2 separate regions of the Zea mays genome follow, and region 2 is linked to region 1. A link is a contact called in public Hi-C data. All regions are on one chromosome and are shown on one strand. Each heading gives the region's core, a stretch centred on a gene start, on an enhancer-like site or on the middle of the called end of the contact. The rest is flanking DNA. Distances are from core to core; before and after follow the strand shown. Region 1 holds the start of LOC103637689 (serine/threonine-protein kinase BSK2). Region 2 holds the start of LOC100272361.

What was found. Hi-C and Micro-C count contacts between places; a contact is called where the count stands out from the background.
Region 2: a contact with region 1 is called in a Hi-C map of bundle sheath, with 5 times the contacts expected there. The contact joins the promoter of LOC100272361 here to the promoter of LOC103637689 in region 1. A contact is called at or near these places in 2 of 25 Hi-C or Micro-C datasets (bundle sheath and leaf).

The regions. Positions count from the first base shown.
Region 1 is chr1:99,196,600-99,202,875 of Zm-B73-REFERENCE-NAM-5.0, reverse strand. LOC103637689 (serine/threonine-protein kinase BSK2) reads right to left here and starts at 3,225. Exons shown (of 10, transcript XM_008660327.3): 1 at 2,873-3,225; 2 at 2,504-2,760; 3 at 2,275-2,410; 4 at 1,834-1,967; 5 at 1,479-1,584; 6 at 1,047-1,132; 7 at 594-782; 8 at 346-504. The coding sequence starts at 2,957.
Region 2 is chr1:99,723,022-99,729,684 of Zm-B73-REFERENCE-NAM-5.0, reverse strand. It overlaps LOC100272361, which reads right to left and starts at 1,498. Exons shown (of 22, transcript NM_001359605.1): 1 at 867-1,498; 2 at 1-170. The coding sequence starts at 1,298.

The sequences.
Region 1 (6,276 bases), core at 1,976-4,475:
TGAAAGTGTGTGTTTATCCATGCAAAACTATTTGCCTTTCAGACTAAAACAATCCATGATGCAACTTTTATAAGTCCACTTCTCTGCATAGCCAATAGAAAACGTCACATCTACACATTTCACATTCTAAATGCAAATGATAAGCCACAGTGTTTCTTCTTTCTTCTAACCATGCAATGATACTAGGGTCCGAGTGGAAGGAACAAGGAAACAATTCAAAAAATAAATCTTTATGAACAAGTTATCAATTGAGTTAAGCGGGAAAATAAAGCAAAGTGGAAGAGGAAAGTTCATCACAAATTGATGGCACAAGTCAGATGCAGAATAAATTTGATTGTTAGTTACCTCGTTTTCTGCACCCTCGTCATCTTTATAACCTGTTTTGAGTAAAATATCATGCACCGCTGAAAGATCCATACCAGCGCAGGCCTTCCCAAGTGGAGAATAAATGGCTGGCAGTACTGATGTGGCTTTTGTAATACCCATGAACACATGTGATGCAACCTGCATTAGGTTCATCAGAGAAATAGACAATGTTACTAGAAGCAATCAAGGGGGGTGAACAGAAGGAAAAAGGTGCTCTAGCTACTCACCTCCTTTTGATTTTGAAGAGGACCAACTGAAGACAAAAGATACTTTATGTTTGGTCTATCCCTAGATTCAAATTGCAGACACTTTGATGCAAGGTCAACCAATTTTGAAGCATCTTCATTAGCATACTGCCCTTCTAAGGAGGAATCCATCAGCAACAGTATATTCTTTCCCCTTATTAAATCTAGGGCCTAGAATTCCACAAAGAAAAGAAATGATAAGTCAATTGTCATAATAAATACTGACATAGAGCAATTAATCACCTAGAGCTGTTTAATGATGCTGTGGTCATTATATGTTACAGAAAAATGAAGCACCTAGGAACAGCTGTCAGTTCAAGTTCATAGTTCAAGGCACACAGCAGTCCATCATTGCAAACATTGTACCAAAATGCAGGGAATTGCTAAGAGATTCCAGAAATATATTCTTCTTGAGAAAAAGCAAATGAAGCATACATGACTAGGAGGAATGTGTTTTCCGCTCAAAAGATCCAACAGGACAGTTCCATAGCTATATATCACACTCTCGGGAATTACTCTGCCTGTCATTCAAGCACAAATTATTCAGTGCAGTCCAAAATAGCATATTGTAAACAGTAATAGTGTGAATAGTGTATTGTAAACTTAAACGAAACAATAGATGATAAACCTGAAAATAATTTACCGTGATCCAAAAGTATGTATTGAACAACAATCAGGAAACAAGAAGTTTTACAATTGTACTCTCAAGAGGCATACTAGCTCACAAAAGCTTTTAACTTAATCTAACTTTTACTGATTGGGCTTATAATTAGCTCAAATGATCTACACCAGGGTGCAAACAAGGGTATTGGCAAATCAAGAATGTAATAGTAAATTAGTAACACTTAAGCACAAAGGGGATCCTACCTGTTCGTAGAAACTCTGGTGGAGTGTAAGCCAGGTTAGTACTATAGCTTTTTCCATCACGGCTGTTCTTCATTAATCCAAAACTTGACAGGCGGGGATCACCTTCCTGATAGGGAATAGAAATCGGTTACAACAGGCGATGTATTCCTTAGGCAGCTACAATAATCAATTACAACAGGTAAAAAACCACATAGGCAACTACAGATGACAGTAAAATTTTCCAAAGTAAACTTTAAAGATTAAAAAATGGTTTTCACAGATGAAGAAAATGTAGTTACAATGAAAGAGCCAGAATTTTAAAAAATATATATATGTGCAGTAAAAACTAGAAGCTGTCAACAAACTTGTTGTGTACCTCATCAAAAAGTACTCTATAAGCATTCAAATCATGATAGATTTTCCTGTTCTCCAAATTGCAATGGTCGAGAGCTTGTGCAATAAAATATGCAACCCTCAGCCTCATTTCCCATGGTAAAGGCTGTTTATCCCCTGAACAAAAAGGCAGTGCACAACAGAGTCAATGAAGGGAGACAAGGTGGACAGGACGCACGCACCTAGTCCGGGCGAACCAGACTTTTGCATGATCTGCATAGGTCAAATGCAGCAATGGTGAAGGACACAAAGTGCATTAAGTCATTGTGTTAATGCAGAGGAGATTGAGATTCACGGTTGGTGTGATCCGCCCACGAGGATCATCATCGAGTACGTCACCATAGACGACAGAAAAAGGCTGGAGTAGTCCTGGCAGGTGGATAGGGAAGGACTGGGGGAGACCCGGAGAGCACCGAGCACGTACAGTGGAAGAGATGCTTCGACAGGGTGTCGTTGGGCATGTACTCAGCGACGAGCAGCCTCTCGTCACCCTCGGCGCAGCAGCCAATGAGGTTGACGAGGCGCTTGTGCCGCACCTTCCCCACGCCCACCGCATCCGCCTGCAGCAGCAGCAGCAGCACTGCATCACATTGCGAGATCCGTGCCGGGAGGAAATCACACGTAGCGAGCATTGAAGCAACACAAATCCATACGAGGAACTGCTGCGGGTCAGGCCAAGAGAGGCGCGAGAAGCGTTTGACGGCGATGAGCCGTCCGCCATCGAGGCGGCCGCGGTAGACGGCGTTGGGCGCCTTCTCGCCGCTCTCCGAGACGATGAGGTCGGCGCTGAAGCCCTTGGTGGCGGCGCGCAGCTCGGCCAGCGCGAACTCCCTGAACACCGGCACCGCGCGCTTCACGGCCTCCTTGTCGTCGCCGTCGCCTCCCCCGTCGGCGGCGCCGTTCGCCGCCTCTGCCATTCGATTGGACACAGCAAAGCAGACGCGAGCGCGTGCCGGTTAGATGGATTCGGTGGCCGGGCGTTAGGGTTTAAGCGGCAGCGGGGGAGGGGGCGTGACGGTTACCGGGATCTGCAGGCTTGTCGGCGGGGAGCGCGGCGGCGTCGTTGGGCGGCAGGGGCCCCGCCACCTTGGACTGGAAGCACCCCATGGGCGCGAATGGAGATCTAGGATGCTTAGCGAAGCAAGAGCGATATGGTCGGTGGGAATATGGGAGTGCGAGAGCGTGCGCTCAACTCGACTCCAGTCCAGCGCGGGGGAGTGTGGATTGTGGAATGGAGCAGCAGGAGTGAGCTCGTGAAGGTGCGAGGCAGGAGGCAAGGCTCCGAGAGAAGCGCGGCAGCACGCAGGGGTGGCCGGGTGGGTGGGGGATCCGGTAGGTGCGCCCGCAACAGTCAACACCGAGCATCCCCACCTCCAGTCTTTTTCTCTTTGTTTTAAAAAAAATAAAATACGAAACCCCTAAAATCTCGTGCTAGTACTAATACTTTTTTCTAAAAAAATATTTTTCGTATAATTTAAGGTGGTCTTTTCCTAGAATTGAAACCAAACAGTTCCCAAGAAAAATCAGAGAGGGTATGTAGTGTTTGTGTTTCAGAACAGAATGGAAAAAGGAGACCAAGGGACGCATGGCAATTCCATGCAGGCATGCAGCTTGGGCTCCTGTTCTGAGATGCAACGAGTTTGGTACGAATTTAACAGTCAAAGTAAGGTTGACAAGCTGTATATATTCCTGTTCGTATTTACTTCAGTCCTACAAATATATTCAGCTTTTTTAAAATACTCTTGTACTACGACAACTAAAAATTTATCTTCTCCACCACTTGCTTCAAGCCACCACCAAAACTCAAAAGTTGTTGTTTAGTTCATGGACGGTAACGTAAACTACAACGGTAATGATTCACAACGATAATAAATTTGAATAGGTTAATATTTATTTTTAAGGGGTGTTTGGTTGCTCCTGCTAAAGTTTAGCCCGGGTCACATCAAACATTTGACTTTTAAATAGGAGTATGAAATATAGAACCAACCAACTGGACTAGATTCGTCTCGTCTTTTAATCTTCGGCTGACAAATTAGTTTTATAATCTGACTACATTTAATACCCGGAACGGAGGTTCAAACATTCGATGGGACAAGGGCTAAATTTTAGCGGGGTGTAACCAAACACCCCCTTAATGTAGTATATAATTACAGTTAAAGTTTCAGACATGATTTAATATTTTCTTACCTATCATGTTACAATTACTGAACCAAAGATTTGATTCCAACGTAAAAGTGGAGGTGTGGAGACTGGAGAGCCTGACGCCTTGCCCAAGTCCCGATCCTGACTGGGCCTGCTGTCTTCTTTTTACTGGGGAGTAGTACGTATTGGCAGCAAGCAAAACAAGCAAGGCCTGCAACAAGGAGCGCACGAGCGAGCCGGCAGTAGCAGGGGCGCAGGCGCGCAGCAGCATCAAGCTAGAATGGTGATCGCCTCCATGACTACCTGCGTCCGGGTTCGCCAGCCAGCCACGAGTGACTGACGACTCAGCCATCGATGCCATGCGAGGGACCACAACCTCGCAACGTCGCTGTCGCAGGCTCGACACGTGGGCTTCCTGCAGCGCCGCGCTGTTCTCTGTTCCGCAGGCGCGCAGCCCCACCGTTGGCGACTTGGGCACTTGGCGTGCCGAGCCACTCATACACCGTACCAATTTAATAGGTCGAGCCACGACATAAATATATAGCAGGTCGGGTCGTGTCGTGTTTGTCCATAAACTAAAATCTGAGTTTAACTTATTTTAAACAAATCATGTTAACATGGTCGTTTCTGACTTTTTAGACGAAATCCGAATTAGAGGCCTCATCCACATACAATATATATAATATTTAACGTATACAAATTATTATGCACTATTTTCAAGTTTATAAGATGATAAATATAAAATATAGCCAAAAACACATACTTGTTATTCGATGTCATTAAAAATATCTTCTAACATTTTGTGATACCAATCATCGCTTATACCATTAAAATCAATCCATCCAACAACTTCTTTTAGATACATATAATCGCCAAACCATTTAACCACTCTTAAGTCATTGTTGACCTTAAATAGTTCAAAATATTTCAATTTTAAAAATCTTCTCTCTGTCGATGCAACCATCATGTGTATAGTAAATAATATCCCTTTCTGTATCAAAATAGAATTTATTTTGCTTCTCTAGTGAATTCCTCATCTAGTTGCATATAGACATAAAAATCAAGAGTTAAAACAAATACTATTTTAGAACGAAGTGAATATTAGATAAGTAATTGAGACATTAGTTTAACAATCTAAACGAAACTGATCGATAGCGCATCGCTCTTACGTATTTATGTCTAGGGTAGATATGTTTAGCCAGGAAAAAGTGCTAACATCCAGTGGCCAGAGGGGCCCTCTGTTTTGAGGGGCCCGGTGCGGCTGCACACTCCGCACCCCTTGAGGGTCGGCCCTGCATGTTAAGCTATTGTGTCGTCTCGTGCTACCGTGTCAGATGACTCAATGTATGTCTTATAACAGAGCTTGAAAATAACTGGGGATCGAGATGGTCATATTTATATATATGGTGGGCTAGATTAGAACAAATATGGCTAGGTTATGTTAGGTCGTGCTTGATTTAATAGACTATCTGTGCTTAGCATCATGCTAATGAGTCGACAATAAATAGATCGTGCTCGTCTAATGGGCTTGTATCTAAGTCCAAGCACGACCCAAGATGGCCCTCGTGCTGGCCTAGCGCGATTACTATTATGTCGTGCCTTGTAAAAATATTTGCACCTCATGCTGGCACATATAGTAGGGCCCATCTAGTCACCTATAGTGTTGCCTTCAGACTATATACACGACGCTCTCGCAACTTGTGAAGGACAATGCGGCGACACTGCGATCGAGCCCCATGGCACGTGGCTGTCGCGCCGCATTCATCAACTTGATGTCCACCATGCTAAGGTCGGTGCCAATGCAGCCTTTAGTGGCGGGCAAGAGGGACACTTTGGGGCAGGAGCTGGGTGAGAGTGGGGAGGGAGGGCAGCCCGGTATGATGTCTGCAATGCCGGACGACAGCTGGCTTACTGTAATACCCAAACTTGTAAACCATATTAAAGGAAATAATTTTTCTATATGTTTTGCCTCTATTTAATGTAACATATGAACAACCTCATTTTAAGTGAGTAATTAGCTAATAACGTATAAAATACATCATGCATCATGCTGAAGTTATTTGTGTGTGCATCTACTAAAAATAGTGATCAATCAATGGGAATACATTAATGTTCAATATGAGAATTAAGACTTAGTTTACAATTTATAATTTGAAATAATAAAGAAAGAGAGGAAAATGCCACATAACATAAAGGAAATACATACATAAATAAATATATTTTTGTTCATCACCAGATTTGAATTTGTATATTGGATATATGTGCAAGTTCACAACCAAATTCA
Region 2 (6,663 bases), core at 249-2,748, 530 kb before region 1:
CTACCATAAAGAGGGCATAGCACAAACCCTCCACCTTCAGAAGTCTTCCTCCCATAGCTATCCCCCAAGAGTACAATTGCCGGAGAATTCATATCTCTGAAGTCCAAGCACCAGCGTATATCACCAGAAGCCTCAAGGAGCTCAACACCCACAGGAGTGACCTTAAATTTCTACAGAATGTTCAGATACAAGAACCAAAGTATTAGACATCATGTGATGATAATACAACAGTATTTCTTTCAATACAGCATTATGTGAGTAATAAGTTATCAAAGATGGTCTCCGCAATCAGCTAGGTATCTAAATAATGACCATAGAACTGGTACACTACAATCATCTACCACATCCAGTCACTTATATATGACATTTCGAACAACAAACTAAAGTTAAAAGCAAGCCAGACTTGCTGTCTGAAACATCATATGGATCTGACTGGAGGGAGTAGTATTTCATAGCATGTCGTTATTTTGAGCACATTTTGTGGCACTATTTTTCATATAGTTAAAAAATCGCAAACAACTGAACAAGAATGAATGTGTGAATATGTGAATTATCTTCAATAGTTCTGCTTGAACTTGTAGCCTGGTGCTATGAGATCTGGTGAATTATCTTAAGGATGCAACAAGTTGAATCATGAAGTAGGGTAGTACTAGATGAGATTGGGCATGGAAGCATCAATTGATCAGAATAGAGTTGTACAGCACAATTGCTTACAGAAACTAAGCCTTTGTTTATTTCAAAAAAGAAAAGAAACACAGCCTTGTATTTCTATTTTTTTTTTTTTTGTTCACGGCAGCACAACACGGTAGATAGTAGCGGGATGTGAAGTTGATAGAAGCGGGTATTCAGGAAGGGGGTGTGCTTACGAAGGAGGACCATTCGTGGGTGCGTCGGCGGAGGTGGAGAACGGGGAAGTCGAAGGAGGCCTGGACCGGGCGGAGGCGGTGGAGTTCGGTGAGGATCCCCGGGCGGAGCGGCGACGAGAAGCGCATGGGCTTGAACTTGCTGCGGGCATCGGTGCGGACTGCGAGCGTGAACTCGTCGGTGGCGGTGAGAGCCTCAGCGTGGTCGAACTCGGAGCGGGCATCGTAGGAGTTGGTGAGGTTGAGCGTGGTGGGGTCGAGCGTGACGACGCCGGAAGAGGCGATGCAAAGGACCCGGCGGTACCTTCCCCTCCAAGAGTGCTTGACGACGAGGTACCGGGCGAGGTACTCGGGCTCCTCGGCGACGCCCGCGGGGGCAGCGGCGGATGCCGATGTGGCCGCCTCCGCTGCGGCGTGGCGGCTGGCAAAGTCCATGGCGGCTAGACTCGGGCCGGCATTAGGGTTCCGCCACCAGCGCAGGGAAGGGGAAGAGTGGCGCGAGTGAGTCGCCCCCAGCGCGGCGACCGATCTCGAAGCGTGACAAGATCCCCCTTTGCTGCTGCTGCCCAGCCGGTCGCCGGAGGACGGTGCTCGCCGGCGCACCAGCCGGATAATTGTTGAGATTTGTGTTGCGCGAGTTTTCCTGGTGCTTCGATTGAGATTGATCGGTCGACCGATCGGTTTGGTTGGCTCCTTTTCCGTTTTATTTTTCTGCCCGTTTTCCAAGCTGTTGCTTGCTTCCGATCTCACTTTTACCTTCTGTCTTCGTGGCTTCAGCCCCTACTACCACGTAGGGAGAGGGATCATTCAGGACAATTGGCTTCCGTGTTTGCCTAATTGGCTTCAGCGCGAGTGAGCTTGCGTTGTTTTCTTCTCTTTTCCCCCCTTTTTTATCATTAAATAATGTCATGTTTTAAAGTAAAACGAACACAGTGGTATTAACCGCCGTATATATTCGAACAATACGCCAAGAAAATAATTTCTTGGACATTTCTTAAGCAAGATTTGACTTTAATGTATACTTCCCCTTTTTCTATTAGGTCCCGTTTTTTCTTTCATTTTGAGAAATTAAAATCTTACTAATGAAATAGGCTATTTTTTTAAACGTGATATTCCACCACTTTCCAAAATTATCATATAATTCTATCTCAAATTCATGGGGTGAGAGATGGAAATTGATTCTATAGATTTTCATGTCATTTTTCTAATGTACAACTTATAACACATTCTTATACTTGCTTCGCTATAATATAAATGTTCTATAATATAAATATAGTATATAATTATCTTTCTCATATGATTTAAGATAAATACAAATAAATTACATATATAAATATATGAACTTAATTAGTTTTGTCTAAATTATAATTATTAGAATGGAATTCAATTCCAACGAAACAAATAGGGCCTTAGTTGTATTCTAAGTTAAATATGTTTATCTTTTACTGTTAACTTTAAAAAGCTGTAGAGATTAATAATATGATATTTATGTTTTTAGATTTATTAAGAAAAACAGTTTCATAATATATATATGGTTTATATCTATGTTGTGAATTTTATTTTTAGATTTATTTTGTGAAAATACATGAACCTTTTAGACCATATTTAATCATTATCATCTTCAATCGTTCCCTAAATGATACTCCCTCGCATACAAGGCAGTATCTAATCATTCCCTATTCAACTCCCTATATACATTATAACTCAGTTATTTAAAAAAATCATCAATTTTTGAAATTTTAAAAATCATAGAGCATTTATACTATCATAATACAAATTGTTATTATGTTACAAAGCTTAAACAAGAATAGAATCGCAAAGGAAAGACCTAGTTAACATATTGAGAGAGCCATTGGAGGGCAAATCCCCCCAAATGGCATGGGATGTGGGGCGGGGCAGAGGTGGGGATAGACGTTGGAGGTGGCTTGAAGATTGGTAGCCAAAGTTATGATTGTTTGACTTAGACGTCCAAAACGAAACTCTTTTGTGTCAATTGTTCTTTTTAGGAAGTTAACTGTTGCACTTTATTAATTTAAGAAAATACTTACATTGTTTACTAGATAATGTAAAATAAAGTTAGGGAGTTCATCGATCTAAATATAATCTTTTCTTTCTTGGAAAGCTAGCCAAGCTAACATATAAACCACCTGATTAGCATCCTATTACAATGCTCAATTAAGACACAATCAAAACCATGCCACGTACTCTGCTCGGTTCAGGACTCCTTTGGACATATAGCACCACAAGTGTCTAGTATGTGCCAAAGAGAGGCACCAAATAGGACATGTGTCGTATCTCAGGGATAGCGACAACATTGATATCGAAAGTGTCCAATGTAGCGAGTTGGGGTACACCAAATTGCAATGTGTACATTGGACCAGAAGCTAAAGCGTTCACCGGACAAGTGCTCTGGTTCATTCTACTAGGGAGGTTGTAGCTCATGCTATAGAGAACAAACTACCATAAGGCACTGGTGTATCTAGAGTACAATGGACGTCGCGCCATGATCTGATTGTAATGGCTAGCTATTGTCGATGTCTGATGAGCAACAATCTTACTATGAGGTCACTCAAGGTAAGATTTGGTGGGTGTCGACGAAAAACAAAATTCAATGGTTAACATGAAACGACAATTTAGACAGATTTAGACCACTAAATAGTGTAATATCATATGTCTTGTGTGTTGGATAGTCTTTCGTTGAATTATTGTTTATGTTATATTAAATAGGTGTACCTCTACCTAGGGTAGACACACGGTTATAGTCCTAGTCAACTAAGACAGAAGAGTTCTAATACTATTATAAAGATTGTCCTTCCTTTAGTCGACTAGGTCGATTTTCTCACTGGAAGCCACGTCGGCTTGTCCCATGCCTTTCTAGTAGTCCATGGTTGACTCATCTTCTTGCAGGCTAGTCGGCCCTATGGAAAACCATGATCTTAGTTTTCCAAGCCTCTGATATCTTTATGGTTGAACTTTAAAATCTTCTTGCAAGCAACATCTGAGTATTGTTTTGATAGAAGTCATAAAGTGCTTTTCAAACTTTTTTCAAATGGTGTGCCCTTTCTTATAAAGCACATCCATTAGGTGTAGCCCCAAGCCTCGTGTTGTTTAACATAAAGAGTTTGAGGGCCTTTCATGTAATCTTTTGACTTTAATAGATCCTTATTCAAAAAATTGAATGCATCCACCAAGGACATATGTCTCGCACCCCTTGAGCCTAAAACCAAGTAATTGATATACGAAAACAACTCTTAGGGTATTAGACATCCTCAGGGGGGTCATAAAGAGTAATTGTCCAAGACAAAAATGAGAGATCACTTGTATATGAGTGGTTTGGCACCTTTGAATTACACACGAACACGGGTGAAAACTTTATCATATCCGTTGCAACGATGGTTGCCCCTAAGCGAGATTTTCTGGCCCACTAGTGGGGCTTAATTCTAAAACCTACTCGTGTGTCCTTGAATATAATTATACCTGAGATGCCAAAGCCCCTAGGCTTAGCTAGAATAAATGAAATGATTGATGTATTACCTTGGCGAAGTACTAAACATTAATGTAACTAATACCCGCTTAGTTTCTTTCCACCCTTTCAGAGAGACTGTCCTGTTTGGATGGCCAGGATGCATGCATTGGAAGGACAACAACTGCTTGAGGACGACCCCACAGTCGTGTACCTCACTGAATACCTGCTTACCCTGGATGCACAGTATGATCTCTCGGCTCGGCACCACCGTCAGATGATTGCCCGAGCAGAAGATGTAGAGAAGCGCAAGCGTCAGCTCCATGTGGATCTCACCACAACTCAGGCTCATGTAGCTGCCTTGGAAAGTTGTGAAGCCGTTGTTGTTGAAGCCCTAAAGCAAGCCAAGTACGAGCACATCCAGAAGTTGATGTAGGCCTACTTGGTAACCCACAACCAACGTATAGCTCTACGAATCCAAGAACCCGCTTCATCCAACCCAGTCCAACCCATGAGAGCTGAAGATCCCCAGATTCTTGAAGGCCACCCGGTCTCTATCAAAGCAGAAAAGAAGGCTTGGGAACTCCCGGAAGGAACCACGGTCTTAGAAGGAATGTCAGTCTCCCCTCGGGCTATAGATAAGCAAGTGAAAGGGAAAAGGGGTTAAAACATTTCCTATACTCGATTTTGGTGTTTGACGTCCATCACAAACCACGTGGACTAACTAAGTTTGTCTAGATGTCATGTATCTCAGGTGCATAAGGTTCAACATAAACCAAGAAAGAAATTAAGTTGGGGACTCAAAAAGTATGGAGCAAAGACATGAAATGGTGTTGCCTGTGGCGCACCGGACAGTGTCCGATGCCCCAGGCAGAGCACCCAGCAAACTGCTCACTCTCGGGTTTTTCCATGGGACGCTCCACTATGATTTACCGGACTGTCCGGTGTGCATCAGACATGTCCGGTGAGCCAAAGGAGCAACGGTAACCTGGCGCTCAACGGTCGACTGCGTGTATAGTAAAAGCACACAGTACAGAAGTCAGATGTTAGGCTGCGAAGTCAGAATGCACCAGATATGTCCGGTGTGCCACCAGACTATCCGGTGCAGCTACAGGACAAAGGACTCCAATGGTCACCCACTATAAACCCCAATGGTGTGCTGACGTGGAACGCACCGGACAGTGAACAGTGCCATGTTCGGTGCTCCATCGCCAGCAACGGCTAGAATAGTGGTTGGGGGCTATAAATACCCCCCAACCACCTCCATTCAAGTCATCCAAGTTTTCTGAACTTCACATTCATTGCAAGAGCAAAAGACTATACTCCAAGACACATTCAATATAGCAAATGCTCTCCAAGCCTCCAAATCAACTCAATTCCTTAATGACTTGGGAGAGGGTGTTTTGTGTTCTTTTGTTGCTCTTGTTGCTTGGATTGTTTTCTCCTTCTCATTCTTAATTCTCTAAGTGCTTTGTAAAGCTAGCAAGAGAAACCTAAGTGTGTGGTGATCCTTGCGATGTCTTATTGACCCAAGTGATTAAGGAGAAGCCTCGACCGGTCTGTGTGACCGATTGAGAGAGGGAAAGGGTTGGAATAGACCCGGCCTTTGTGGCCTCCTCAACGGGGACTAGGTTCTCTAGAAACAAACCTCGGTAAACAAATCACCATGTTCATTTGTGTGATCTTCACTTGATTTGTTTTCCCCTCTTTCCTCTCTCTAAAAGTTCCCTTGCTAATATTAAATTGAGTTTGCTCCCAAAGTTATCCGCATCAATTTGAGCAACTCATAGTAATAGAAACATTCTTCTGTACTCCGATTTAACTCTAACGCTAACCCAGGCTTAGTGCTTGTTATAAGTTTGTAAATTTCATGTTTCGCCTATTCACCCCCTCAACGACTTTCAATTGATATCAGAGCCATTGCTTCATTAAGAGTCTACAAATTCGAAGTGATGTCTAGAGATCACGCCAAGAGGGAGATTGTCCCCGGCGACAAGGACATAGGCTCAGGAAGGACTCCGTCGAGAGAGTCCGACGACAAATACAAGGAGGAATCCTCTTCCTCCATCAAGTCACATAGGAAGGGTGACAAGAAGAAAAATAAAATGAAGAATGTGGTCTACTACGAGACCGACTCTTCATCACCTTCCACATCCGGCGCCGAGTCCACTACTTCAAAATGTCAAGAGCGCAAGAAGTATAGTAAAATGCCTCTACGCTATCCTCGTATACCAAAACACGCTCCTTTACTTTCGGTACCCCTAGGCAAACCACCATATTTTGATGGTGAAGATTACTGTATGTGGAGTGATAAAATGAGGCACCATCTAACCTCAC